Linked DNA regions of Mus musculus: region 1 is linked to region 2. The links are chromatin contacts, called in public Hi-C maps. All regions are on one chromosome and are shown on one strand. Each heading gives the region's core, a stretch centred on a gene start, on an enhancer-like site or on the middle of the called end of the contact. The rest is flanking DNA. Distances are from core to core; before and after follow the strand shown. Region 1 overlaps Mgme1 (mitochondrial genome maintenance exonuclease 1). Region 2 has its middle 5.6 kb from the start of Banf2os.

The links. Hi-C and Micro-C count contacts between places; a contact is called where the count stands out from the background.
Region 1: a contact with region 2 is called in a Hi-C map of CD8 T cells, with 2.2 times the contacts expected there. The contact joins two enhancer-like sites. A contact is called at or near these places in 1 of 15 datasets of contacts at CTCF or cohesin (large pre-B cells), 24 of 484 Hi-C or Micro-C datasets (B cells, the Ba/F3 cell line, CD4 T cells and 14 more), 8 of 115 datasets of contacts at active chromatin or transcription factors (the 230-238 cell line, CD8 T cells, the HPC-7 cell line and 3 more) and 4 of 9 other capture datasets (adipose tissue, bone marrow-derived macrophages, liver and 1 more).

The regions. Positions count from the first base shown.
Region 1 is chr2:144,277,292-144,283,140 of GRCm38.p6, forward strand. Mgme1 (mitochondrial genome maintenance exonuclease 1) reads left to right here. Exons shown (of 5, transcript NM_028984.5): 4 at 1,703-1,835; 5 at 2,190-3,936. The coding sequence ends at 2,351. Among named protein-coding and RNA genes, the nearest start is that of Mgme1, 9.3 kb to the left of the region's middle. Within about 2 kb of position 2,755, at least 47 of the 459 cell types and tissues checked have an H3K27ac peak or open chromatin away from gene starts, as enhancers often do. A contact at or near this core is called in bone marrow-derived macrophages, where this site is marked.
Region 2 is chr2:144,210,421-144,216,473 of GRCm38.p6, forward strand. No RefSeq gene overlaps it. Among named protein-coding and RNA genes, the nearest start is that of Banf2os, 5.6 kb to the left of the region's middle. Within about 2 kb of position 4,356, at least 146 of the 459 cell types and tissues checked have an H3K27ac peak or open chromatin away from gene starts, as enhancers often do. A contact at or near this core is called in bone marrow-derived macrophages, where this site is marked.

The sequences.
Region 1 (5,849 bases), core at 1,505-4,004, 65 kb after region 2:
TACGAGGGAAAGAGTGTGGAATCTGGGTGACGGTTGAACCTCTGCCTACGTAGTAAGGTTTTAGAGACAACAGTCGCACTGTGTAGCTCTGGCTGTCCTGGAACTCACTACATAGACCAGTCTAGCCTAGAATTTCCAGAGATCCACCTGCCTCTGCCTCCCAAGTGCTGGGACTAAAGGCGTGCGCCCACATGCCCAGCTTCTGAACTTAACTTTTATGGATGCCCATGGATCTGACGTCATTTCTGACCCTGACTTTGTTTACTTAGCATACTCTTTTATTAATCCATGTTGTTCCAAGTAACAGAACTGCCCTCTTTGTTTCTAATTATTTATTTATTTATTAGTTGGTTTTTTTTTTTTTTTTTTAATGGGGTCTCACTACGTAGCCTGGACTAGCCTAGAACTCAACATGTGTATCAGGCTAACCTCAAAGTTATGGAGATATGCTAGCTTCTGCCTCTTCGAGTGTCTGGGTTAAAGGCTTGCACCACCAAACCTGGCCCCACATTCTGATCTTCTAAATATGTATAGTTAGTAGGTATAGTATCACACCAGAATGGATCGAGTGAGGAAGTATCTGTCTATATAGGAACTTTTAGGCAAGGGTCCAGGTTTTCTTACTTCTATGTTTGCATATCACAGGTTCCTACTGATTGAACTCAGCTTTTATGGTGAAGTGCCATAACATGTATCAATCTATAATGAGTTCTTTACTACTGATACATTCTGCTTCCAAAAAATTAACCAAAAACATGTGAGGTGTAATATCAGTTGCTGTTAGTGGTTAAAGGAGTCACAAGGAATAAAGAGAATTATTATTTTAACCAAAAATGTGCTTCCTACTCCTCCTGAATAGCTTCCTGTGTAATAGGATTCTCTGTTGCTGAGCCATGCCCAGTCCCATCTATCCTGGCTTTTCTCTGAAGGCAAGAAGTCACTCTGTAGCACAGGCTGGCTTTGAGCTCATGGTTATTCTCCTGCCTCAACATCATAGCTGTTAGAATTATAGGCATGAAGACCACGCCTGTCATGCTTTTCTAATCCTAAGAAGTAAAGCCTGCTTTGGAAAGTAGAGGATAAAAGCAACAGTCTTCGAGGAACCAAAACCAAAGAACTTAACACAGGAATTAACTTAGTAGTTTTTCTGTTTTATAGGATTTTAAATTACATACATGCATAATCTACCTATTTATTTATTTGTTTGTTTGTTTTGTTTTTTTTAGATTTATTTATAGGTTATATGTAAGTACACTGTAGCTGTCTTCAGACACTCCAGAAGAAGGAATCAGATCTCGTTACGGATGGTTGTGAGCCACCATGTGGTTGCTGGGATTTGAACTCCGGACCTTCAGAAGAGCAGTCGGGTGCTCTTACCCACTGAGCCATCTCACCAGCCCCTTGTTTGTTTGTTTATGTGTTTATTTGGAGTGTGTGAGTGTGTGTGTGTGTGTGTGTGTGTGTGTGTGTGTGTGTGTTTGTGTGTGTACATGTACATATGTGTAGGTTCTCACACCACAGTTTGCAAGTCGAGATTGGAGCACAACCTCGGGAGTTTGCTCTCCTACCGTTTGAGTCCCAGGCACTGTGCTTGGGTCTGTGGGCTTGCCAGCAGGGCGCCTTTACCCATTGAGCCATCTTGGTGGCCTGAGTTTTCAGTTTGAACTGCTACTTACAAAGAATTCCTCTGGATTCTCCTTAGGGGCAAGCTGTGTGTGATTGATTGGAAGACATCAGAAAAACCAAAACCTTTAATTCGAAATACATATGACAACCCGCTGCAAGTTGTGGCGTACATGGGTGCCGTAAACCATGATGCCCACTACAGTTTTCAGGTCAGAACATGAGCTCCTGCGTGATAAGCTGGTTGTGGTGGTTTGGGTTTTACTCGTACTTAAAGCACTGCTTACTGCTGTTCAGCGTTCTCTAACTACAGCGCACTCTCCTCCCCTCCTGGGCTACTGCTGCTGTTTGGTTGGTTTGGGTTTTTGCCTTGCTTTGCTGCTTCGTGAGCACGGTCCATTCTTCAGGGTCTGTCGGCCATCTTTGTGCTCTCCTGTGTCCTGGTGCAGTCTTTAACCGGCCCATCTTAGCAGTGGGTTTGGAGATACTCCTATAGCATGCTTAGCACTGGCTAATTTGCCCTGGCACGAGAGGAAGTGCTGAAGCTGCACTGTGTTTCTCTGTAGGTTCAGTGTGGATTAATTGTGGTGGCCTATAAGGATGGGTCCCCTGCGCACCCTCACTTCATGGATGAAGAGCTCTGTTCCAAGTATTGGGCCAAGTGGCTTCTCCGACTAGAAGAATATACAGAAAAGCAAAAGAACCTGAGCGCTCCAGAGCCAGCGTAGAGGCCCGGGATTGCTTGGCGATGCTGCGCGGCGATCTCTGTTTGGGAGATGCACTGCTGTCCACTGAGTTTCTAAAGAGGAATGCGGGGAACTGAGGGCTACATTAACACAAGCTGAAGGTGTGGTGGGTTGGGATGTACCCACCGAGAAGCCAGAGAGTCTGGAGGTCAGCGCCTGACTCACCAGCTGCACGACCTCTGGCTGTTTCTCACCTGAGAGGAGGACACTGGGATTGGCAGCTGCCCAGGGACTTCTGGGCTCCCTTGCAAACCTCTGTGTCCCTGGCAGGATGCCCAGTCTTTGAATTGAGATCAGAAGGCCAAATGAAGCATCATGTGCCACACATGTCCCTAGAGTTCTCAGGGATGGGAGGGGCCCTGCACCCTCAGGGTATACAGAGAGAGAGAGAGTGAGCAAGCAAGCACGTAGGCATCGCCACCACAGTTTCCTAGAAGGTGTTTTATACACTCTGTGTCATTAGGAAAAACTTATTTCAGCCTAAGGAAGCCTGGCTGCCTAGAGAGCTGGGGCAGGCAATACATCATTGGCTAGGTCCTTTTCCTTACCAGAGAAGCCCCAGCAGCAGGAAGCCTGAGTGTGGAAGTCACCGTCGCTAGGGTTTGGGTATCTATTTCTGGTGTCAGCAGGCCATGGACTACAAAAAATACTGTTGTGGAACTTGTTAACAAAGAGGAACAATGGTAAAACTTTTTTTCTGTGTTTGATAAGTAACAACAAAAAAAAAATCATTGGCTGTTCTTGGGAGACGGTTTTCTGTTTTATAAAGTAAATCTAGTAGCATTAAAATTATAAGTTACACAATCACATTTAGTTTTCATTAGTCTTAAAAAAAAATAAAAGATATTTAACTGATTCCTAGTCTTTCAGTGGACCAGAGTTCTGTTCCCAGTACCCATGTCTGGCAGCTCACATTGTCTATGAGGTCAGTTCCGGGGGACCCAGCACCTCTTCTGGCCTTTTGAGGACTCGTGCACAGACATACATCCACATGAATAGTGAGCTTTTTTTTCTGACTTCTCTCATCTTTATTTATTTTCTCACATGTTACACCCTAACCAGTTTCCCATCCCTCCTCTCCTCCCAGTTCCTCCCCCAGCCTCTCACCTCTTCTCTCCCCCTGGTTCACTCCTCCCCAGTTCCCCTTCAGAAAAGGGCAGGCCTCCCGGGGATATCAACCTAACATGTTATATCAAGTTGCAATAAGACTAGGCACCTCCCTCATATGAAGCAAGCCAGTAGGAGGAAAGGGGTCCCAAAAGCAGGCAAAAGAGTCAGAGACAGCCCCTGCTCCCACTGTTAGGGGTCCCACAAGAGGACCAAGTTACCCAGTCCTAACACAGATGCAGGGACTTAGGTCAAACCGGTTCACGCTGCCTGACTGCCGGTTCTGTCTCACTGAGCCCCTATGAGTCCTGCCTGGTTAGTTGATTCTCTGGGCTTTTTTGTGGTGTTCATGACCCCTATGGCTCCTACAATACTCTCTCCTGCCTCTTCTACAGTATTCTCTGAGCAAAAATGAGCTTATTTAAAAGAAAAGGTAATAAAGCATTTTATTTGTTTTTGTTTAAAGGTGTATTTATAGGGTGATTTCATAGACCTGAAAATTGTTTGGACTTTATCATCATTTGTTTATATATTTCCTGCAGTCCTGGGAATCAAACCCTTGGCACATGCGTTGAGTCTAATCATTGCACTTGGACTTTAAGTCTGAAATTTTACCACTGGCCCAGGAGTTTACTGAGCTCTAAAAATGCGCCAAAGAAGGTGTCCTAGGTGAACTCAACCATAGTTACCTGACAAAGTCACCAGGATATAGATATGTCTACAGGGTTCTCTAGCGGAAGTGAGCCAAGAAAATATAAAAAGATTTACTGGGGCTGGAGAGATGGCTCAGAGGTTAAGAGTTCTGGCTGCTCTGCCAGAAGTCCTGAATTCAATTCCCAGCAACCACGTGGTGACTCACAACCATCTGTGTAATGTGATCTGGTGCCCCCTTCCAGCCTCCAGACATAAATGCAGGTAGAATGCTGTGTATATAATAAATCTTTTTTAAAAGAAGATTTACTGGATTGACTTAAACTATAGGGCTGGGTAGTCTAAGAGTGATCAGTGCTGAAGGGCCAGAGAACATGGTAGCTGCTCACTCCAAAAGGCTGAATGCCTGCGCAGTTCCTGGTACAGCTGACAGTCTCAGTGCTCCCTGGAGAGCTACTGGTGCTGAGTCCCTGTTTGAAGGCTGACTTGGAAAATGCTAATGCATTTCCAAGCTCTGTGAAGCACAACTCCAGACGGGCTCCCTTCGTACAGGCCACAGCTTGTCCACAGCATCGCTAACTTCTACCACATCAGTTACAGCCTCGACCTGAGGAGAGGGATATTGACATTGTAAAGACTTTTTTTCTTTAATTTGTATTTGTCTGATGAATATATGTCTCTGAGAGTGTATGGCACAGTTGGCAGAGGTCAGAAGAGGACATCAGATCCTCTGGACCTGCAGTTACAGGCAGCATGAGCTACCAGACGTGTGCTGGGAGCCAAACTCTAGTCCTCTTAAAGCAGGAGGCATTGAACTACTGAATCATCTCTCCAGCCCCAAGATACATGTTTTTAAAAGACAGGGAGAGGGCTGGAGAGTGCTTGGTGGTAAAGAGCAGTGGCTGCCTTCAGGAGGACCACAGGTTGCTTCCCAGCACCCACATGGCAGCTAACAATAGTCTGACTCCAGTTTTAGGGAGTCTGAGGCGCTCTTCTGCCTCTCGGGGTACCTGCCCACACACAGAAGCATAATTTTCTTTAAAATGTTTTAATCTGTTGGCTGGTGGTGGTACAAGTCTTTCATCCCAGCAGTCGGGAGGCAGGCAGATTTCCTTGCATTCAAGGCCAGCCTGGTCTATAGAGCGAGTTCCAGGACAGCCAGGGCTCTATTATATAGAAAAACCCTGTCTCAAAAAAAAACAAACAAAAACCATGGGGCACGGTGCCACATGTATTCAGTCCCTGGTGCTCTGAAGGCTGAGGTGGGAAGGCCCCAAAGGTGGGGTCCAGCCTAGGAAAATAGTGAGACGCTCAAGAAGCAAGGATCACTACTAAAGGCATAGAACAAGAAAGCCAAACTTGAATAAGTAATATCACTAACTTTTGGATGCCTCCTTTCCCCCTAAATGGTTCTCAGGCTCCCTAGTGCAGGGACTCTTAGTACAGTTCCCCGTGTGTGGAGAGCCCTAAACATAAAATTATTCTGTTGCTACTTCATAACTAATTTTGCTACAGTCATGAATCATAATGTAAATATCTGAGATGCAGGATATCTGATAGGTGACACCCCCCCAAGGAGGTCACGACTCACAGGTTGAGAACCACTGCTCTAAAAATAGTGTTTATATTAAAATCCAATGAAATAGATTTTCCGAGTATAAATTTTTTTTAATTTCTATTTTTTTTATTTTTGGTTGTTCAAGACAGGGTTTCTCTGTATAG
Region 2 (6,053 bases), core at 3,106-5,605:
ATACTAAGTGATGCTGCTCTGAGCTTTCCAAGTCCCTATCAAGGTTGTCAATCACTTGAGGTCACATCAGTCTGGACTTAAACACTACTGGATCCTAGTAAACCAGCCTTGTTTTTCACTATCTTCAGGTCATCCTCCAATCCTCCAGAAACGACCAGTCTTCTTTATTTGTCTTCGGTAGAGGAAAACTGGAGGTTACAATTAGGATTTCTCAAAACATACTGACCAGGTTTCGCATCCTGGCCCTGAGCCCCCCATCCCCCCCAAAAAAAACCTGTCCTATCCAGATGTCCAGATGTTCTTCTCCCGCACAGTCTTTGGCTCCTGCTGTCAGTCCAGGGCCAGCTTGCTCCATCGCTGTGGGCCAGTAGTGAAGTAGGGCACTCTGAGGAGCAAAGCTGCTCACAGAGGCCAATCAGTCAGCACAGAGACACACAGATAGGAGGGGGTTAAGGACAAGATATGCTCGTAGGACCTGCCCTCATCAGCCAGCTCCTCCAGCTAGGCCCCGCATCTTGAATTTGTGACCACTATCTAGGAACAAGAGCTTAAGGTGCCCTCTCATATTCAAACCATTACATGATTCATCTCTCCATGTCTCCTGCTGAGAGAGCCTGAAAGTACTGCTTTTACAAGAATGTGGTAGAGGTAACCCCGTGCTATTCCAAAAGAATCCTTTAGCAGGCTCTTGTCCTGCCTGTCGACCTTGAACTCCTGGCTGTTCTGGGCAACCAGTTCAGTAGAGCCTACAGATGCCTCTATCTCCAGACAATCTACCTATACCCATGTTGGATGCCCCCCACCCACCCCGCAACAAAAAACCCATCACCCAGTCAAACCCAGTCAACCTACAGAAGCAGGGTGATAAATGAGGACATCTGAAGCTACCAGATTGTGTGGCAGTTCATTACACAGCAATAGATGCTCAGAATAGCCACTTAGGAACTCCATAACCTGAAGCAAGCGGCAGGCCTTGACTTGAGTCCCCAACAGAAGAGACCATGATGAAAACTTGATGCTTGTAGTAAATTTGGGTGGCAAGTCCATGAAGTAAACAGGATGCAGGGTAGAGATGCAAGCCAGGGAGAGAAGGGTTCATGATCTGACTAAGATATCAGGAGGGACCTCCTGGGGGCGGGAAGAGTGCAGAATACATCTCAAAATTGTCTCAATAAAATGCTATAGTCACTCCAGACAACAGTGATAGAAGTTGCTGAACATTTTTTAAGATAATACTATATATACTCTAACAGTCCCACTTCTAGGTTGCTGTGGTTTAAATACATTTTCTCCACATTTCAAGTGAGGCCAGTGTGACGAAGAGGTACGGATTCCAAACAGATGCAGAAACCCGCAGCCAAACATTCAGCAGCAGAGCTCAGGGAGTCTTGTGGAAGAGTGGGGGAGGGAGCTGGAGAGGTCAAGGAGATGGCAAGAAGACCTTACAGAGTCAACAAACCTGGGGCCCTGGAGCCTCATAGAGACTAAACTACCAACCAAAGATGCATGGGCTGGACTCAGGCCCCCTACACACATTTGCCGCAGATGTGAAGCTGGGTCTTCCTACCAATTGGAACAGGGACTGTCTCTGACTCTGTTGCCTGCCTTTAGATCCCCTTCCCGTACCTGGGCTGCCCTGTCTGGCTTCAGTGGGAGAGGATGCACTCAGCCCTGCTGAGATGTCCCAGGGTGTGGTGGCAGCCATGAGTGGCTTCTCCTTCTCTAAGGAGAAGGGGAGGGGTAATGGAAGGAGGGGTTTGTGAGGGTGGGATTGGGAGGAGAGGAGGGAGGGCTGAGATAGGGATGTAAAGTGAATAAATAAAATGAATATTTTTAAAAAAAGGTGGGGACTCAACCGGGTGTGATGGCACATGCCTTTAAGTCCCAGCACTCAAAAGACAGAGGCAGGAGGATCGCTGAGTTTGAGGCTAGCCTGGTCTATAAAAAGAGTTCCAGGACACCCAAGGCTGTTATGTTACACAGAGAAATCCCAACTTGAGGAAGAGGTGGGTAGTCTTGAAGGTTTCCCCGTGGGCAGGTTCAAAGCCCTTCTAAGAAACTCATGCAGCAATACTTACCCAGCTTGCCCTTCTGACTGCCTCAGCAGGACACAGGGACCCTCCTCCCAGAAGACACCGAGAAAGCCCTCACGAGGCATCAGAGGCTGAGACTCAGGATTCCCTAGCCTCCAGGCTATGGGAAATAAAGTTCTCTTATTTAAAATTGCCTAATCTAGAGGTCGGGGCCACTGCACGGTGGGTAAGAGCACTTGTTGCTCTTGCAGAGGACCCAGGTTCAGTTCCCAGCATCCACATGACAGCTCACAAATGCTTGTAACTCCAGGTCCAGGGAATCCAATGCCCTCTTCTGACCTCCATGGGTCCAGGGTGCTCATGTGGTACACATTAACACATGCAGGCAAAACACCATCCACATAAACAAAGAAATAAGTCTTTGGGTTTTTGTTTTGTTTTTGGGTTTGTGTGTGTGTGTGTGTGTGTGTGTGTGTGTGTGTGTGTGTGTGTGTGTTGGTTTTTGTTTTTTACGATTTTTTAACATTTATTTGTGTAGATGAATACTCAGTCTGCATGTATATCTGCATGCCAGAAGAGGGCATCAGATCCCATGACAGATGGTAGTGAGCCACCATGTGGTTGCTGGGAATTGAACTCAGGACCTCTGGAAGGGCAACCAGTGCTCTTAACCACTGAGCCATCTCTCCAGCCCAGCCCTGTTTTTTGGTTTTTGTTTGTTTATTTGTTTGAGACAAGGTCTCACTGTGTATTTCTGGCTGGCCTGGAACTTGTTATGTAGACTAAGCTAGCCTTGAATTCATAGAGCTCTCAGCATTTCTCTGCTACCTGAGTGCTGAGACGAAAGGCATATACCACCACACTGAGATATAATTTTTTTCTAATTAAAAAATAAAACCTAGTCCAAGATTTTGTGTTGTAGCTGCCCAAACAAACTAAAAACAAAAAACAAAAAAAAACAAAAAAACAAACAAACAAACAAACAAACAAACAAAAACAACAGGGATATATCCAAAGACTGAAAATGACTCTTGAAAAGATACTTGCATGTTTGTGTTTATTGCAGCAACAGTGACAATGGCCAAGAGGTAAAAGAAAACTAAATAGTCACCAGCAGATGAAGCAGTAAAGGCAATCAATACATAGACACCGGGAAGTTCTCAGCCACAAATAGAATGAAATGTAACCAAGCAGAGCGGCCCACACCTGCAATCCCAGCACTCAGGAAGCCGGGGCAGGAAGACCATGAGTTCAAAGCCAGGCTGGACTCCACAGTGAGTTCTAAACCAGATTAGGCGAAATTGCAAAATCATCTCTGGAAACAAAAGGAAAAAGAGGAAAATTCAGTTATACTCCATAAGACGGATGGGACTTCAGGACATTATGCCAAATGTCAGTCACAGAAGGATAAAACTGCAGGATGTCATTTATGCAAGGTTCCTAGAACAGTCAAATATAGAGAGACAGAAAATAGGATGTGGTCACCAGGGCCTGGGCAAGGAGGAACTGGGGAATTGTTCCACAGTGTGGAGAGTTTCAGTTTTACAAGGTGACACATTCTGGAAACCTAGACACGTGGTGTACCTCATTAACAGTGTCGTGTGCACTCAGCAATGTAAAGGCTATAAAGTCATTGCTTCATGCTTTCGTTTGTCTGATACTGGGATCGAATTCAGGTCCTCGTGTGTCCTAGCCAAGGGCTCTACCACTAAGCTACATCCTCAACTCTAAAGTTCTATGTTTTACCACAATTTAAAAAAATAAAATAAGATAGCCTTGGCCAGGCATGGTAGTGCACACAGAGGCAGAAGGAAGGATCTCTGTGAGTTCGAGGCCAGCCTGCTCAACACAGTGAGCTCCAGGACAGCCAGAGCTACACAGTGAAACCATGTCCCAAAAAGCCAAAATAATAATAGTCTTATTAAGGAGCATACAAATCCATCATGGGCCATTCCTCACTGTCCTGTTGTCCCATACTCTAAAAGACCCAATGAGCACACACACACATACACACACACATACATACACACTCACACATATACACACACACACATACACACACACACACACACATACACACACACACACATACACACACACATACACACATACATACACACTCACACATACACACACACATACACACACACACACACACACACACACACACACACACATACCACAGAGATATACAAAGCCATGAGCACACAGAGGCAGGGTCAGAGGTCACCTCCTAGTGGCTGAGTCACAGGCTGCATGCTGTCTCGCTTACCTTGCCCTCTCTTTCCTCCTTTGTCCCCCCCAGAGATAATCCTCTGGTTGAAGGTTCGCCTGGGCTGTTTTAAAGACACCACACAGTATGTGCACAGTTAAATCTACCGTGAGCATGCTGGAAGGTACCACCATTTCCCAGCCCTTCAGACCCAGTTCCCGAGAGCTGTTTCTCAGCCCCTCCCCACCGTGCCCTGGAGCCCCCCACCATAGGGTAATCTGGACCCCAAAAGTCAGACAGACTCACTATGGGTACCTGGTCCCCCTCTTATACTTGCTACAGCTGCCTATATCAACCCACAGGCTCAAGGATGTCCCCAGGTCTGTCCCTAGGGCTGCACAGACCCTTGAGGACAGTGATTTGACAGAACCTGTTCCTGGGCCCCTCCTGTTCCCACGCCCACCCCGCGCGCCCTGACCCCAGCTCTGTCCTCAGGGAAGGTTCTTCCTGACCTGGCTCTAGCCTGCATGTTGCCCCTGTCTAAGCAAGAAGTACAGGCAGGGTTTGCATCCCACTCTCCTTCCTTTTTATCTTTAAAAATCAGGGAACTCCTCTCTTAGCTCCACACATATGGAGGCAGTCTGAGAGCCCCACAAATATGACAGCAGCAGATCTGAATTCTCCAAGGTGCCCGGCTGCTTGTCCCTCCCGGCCTACAGACACAGCCCCGTCAGAGTGAAGGAGGAAGACAAAAAAAGCTGTCCTCGGGGCTGGCTTCTGCTAGTGTGACCTCACCGTCCCCCAGGGAAGCTGGGGCTTTCTCTGCTAGTTTCCTACTTCCAGAGCAGTTTGGAAAGAGCTTTTCTGGCGGCTGGCAAGGCATGTGCCTGCAAGATTATCAGGGCTGCATCGACTAGGGCTTTGCTATTTTCTTCTTTGTTCCTTGGGTTTTTTTTTTTTTCCACAGTGGGCACCTTTTTTTTTTTTTTTTTTTTAAGTGTCAGAGAAACAAATGAGAGTTTTTTAAGTAAGCGATTTAAAAGCCCGCTCCGTCGCCTTCAGCGCTTTTCCCGGCCTCTGCTCATTCTGGGCCCCAGTGTTAGCCATTATTCTCTCTGTAGCTCCCCCTCTGCTTCAAGTCCTCCGCCTTCAACCCTTCCCCCTGTTTGTGAAAAGAAAGAGCTAATAGCAGTGGTTCCTGGGAGCTAAACCAGGCTCCTTGGATGCGTCTAGATTTTTTTTTTTTCTTCTTACCTGGAATATTACTATCAGAATTTATTCTTTCAGACTGAGAAACCGATTCCTGTCCCTGCTGATAAGAGAAAGGGACATTATTTTCTGAGGATCGTCAGAAGGTGTACAGTCTGAGGCTACTCATGAAGAAATGTCAGTCAGACCCTAACTAAGGGACTTGATGCAAGATCATTGTCTGCACATGTCACCAATGTCAATCAATGACATGCAAGACCTGGAAGAATAGAGAGAGGACAACAGAATACAGTGGAGAAATGGGATCTTGTTTTGCCATAAAGGACATTATAAAAGACCGCTGGTGACATCTAATCACAATTAGATAATTGTGTCAAGTCATGTCAGTTTCCTGACCTAGGCAACAGCACTGTTGTAAGACATCTTCTCTTTATGAATTACACATCAAAGCTATGGGCTGGAGGTCAAGGACGTCATAGCTGTAATTTACTGTCACTTGATTTAGAAAAAAGTCTTTACATCTACAAATAAAAATACACACAAATAGAAATAAGACATGGAGCAGATGTGGCAGAAAGCGTGACTGTCTAGGAATGCTG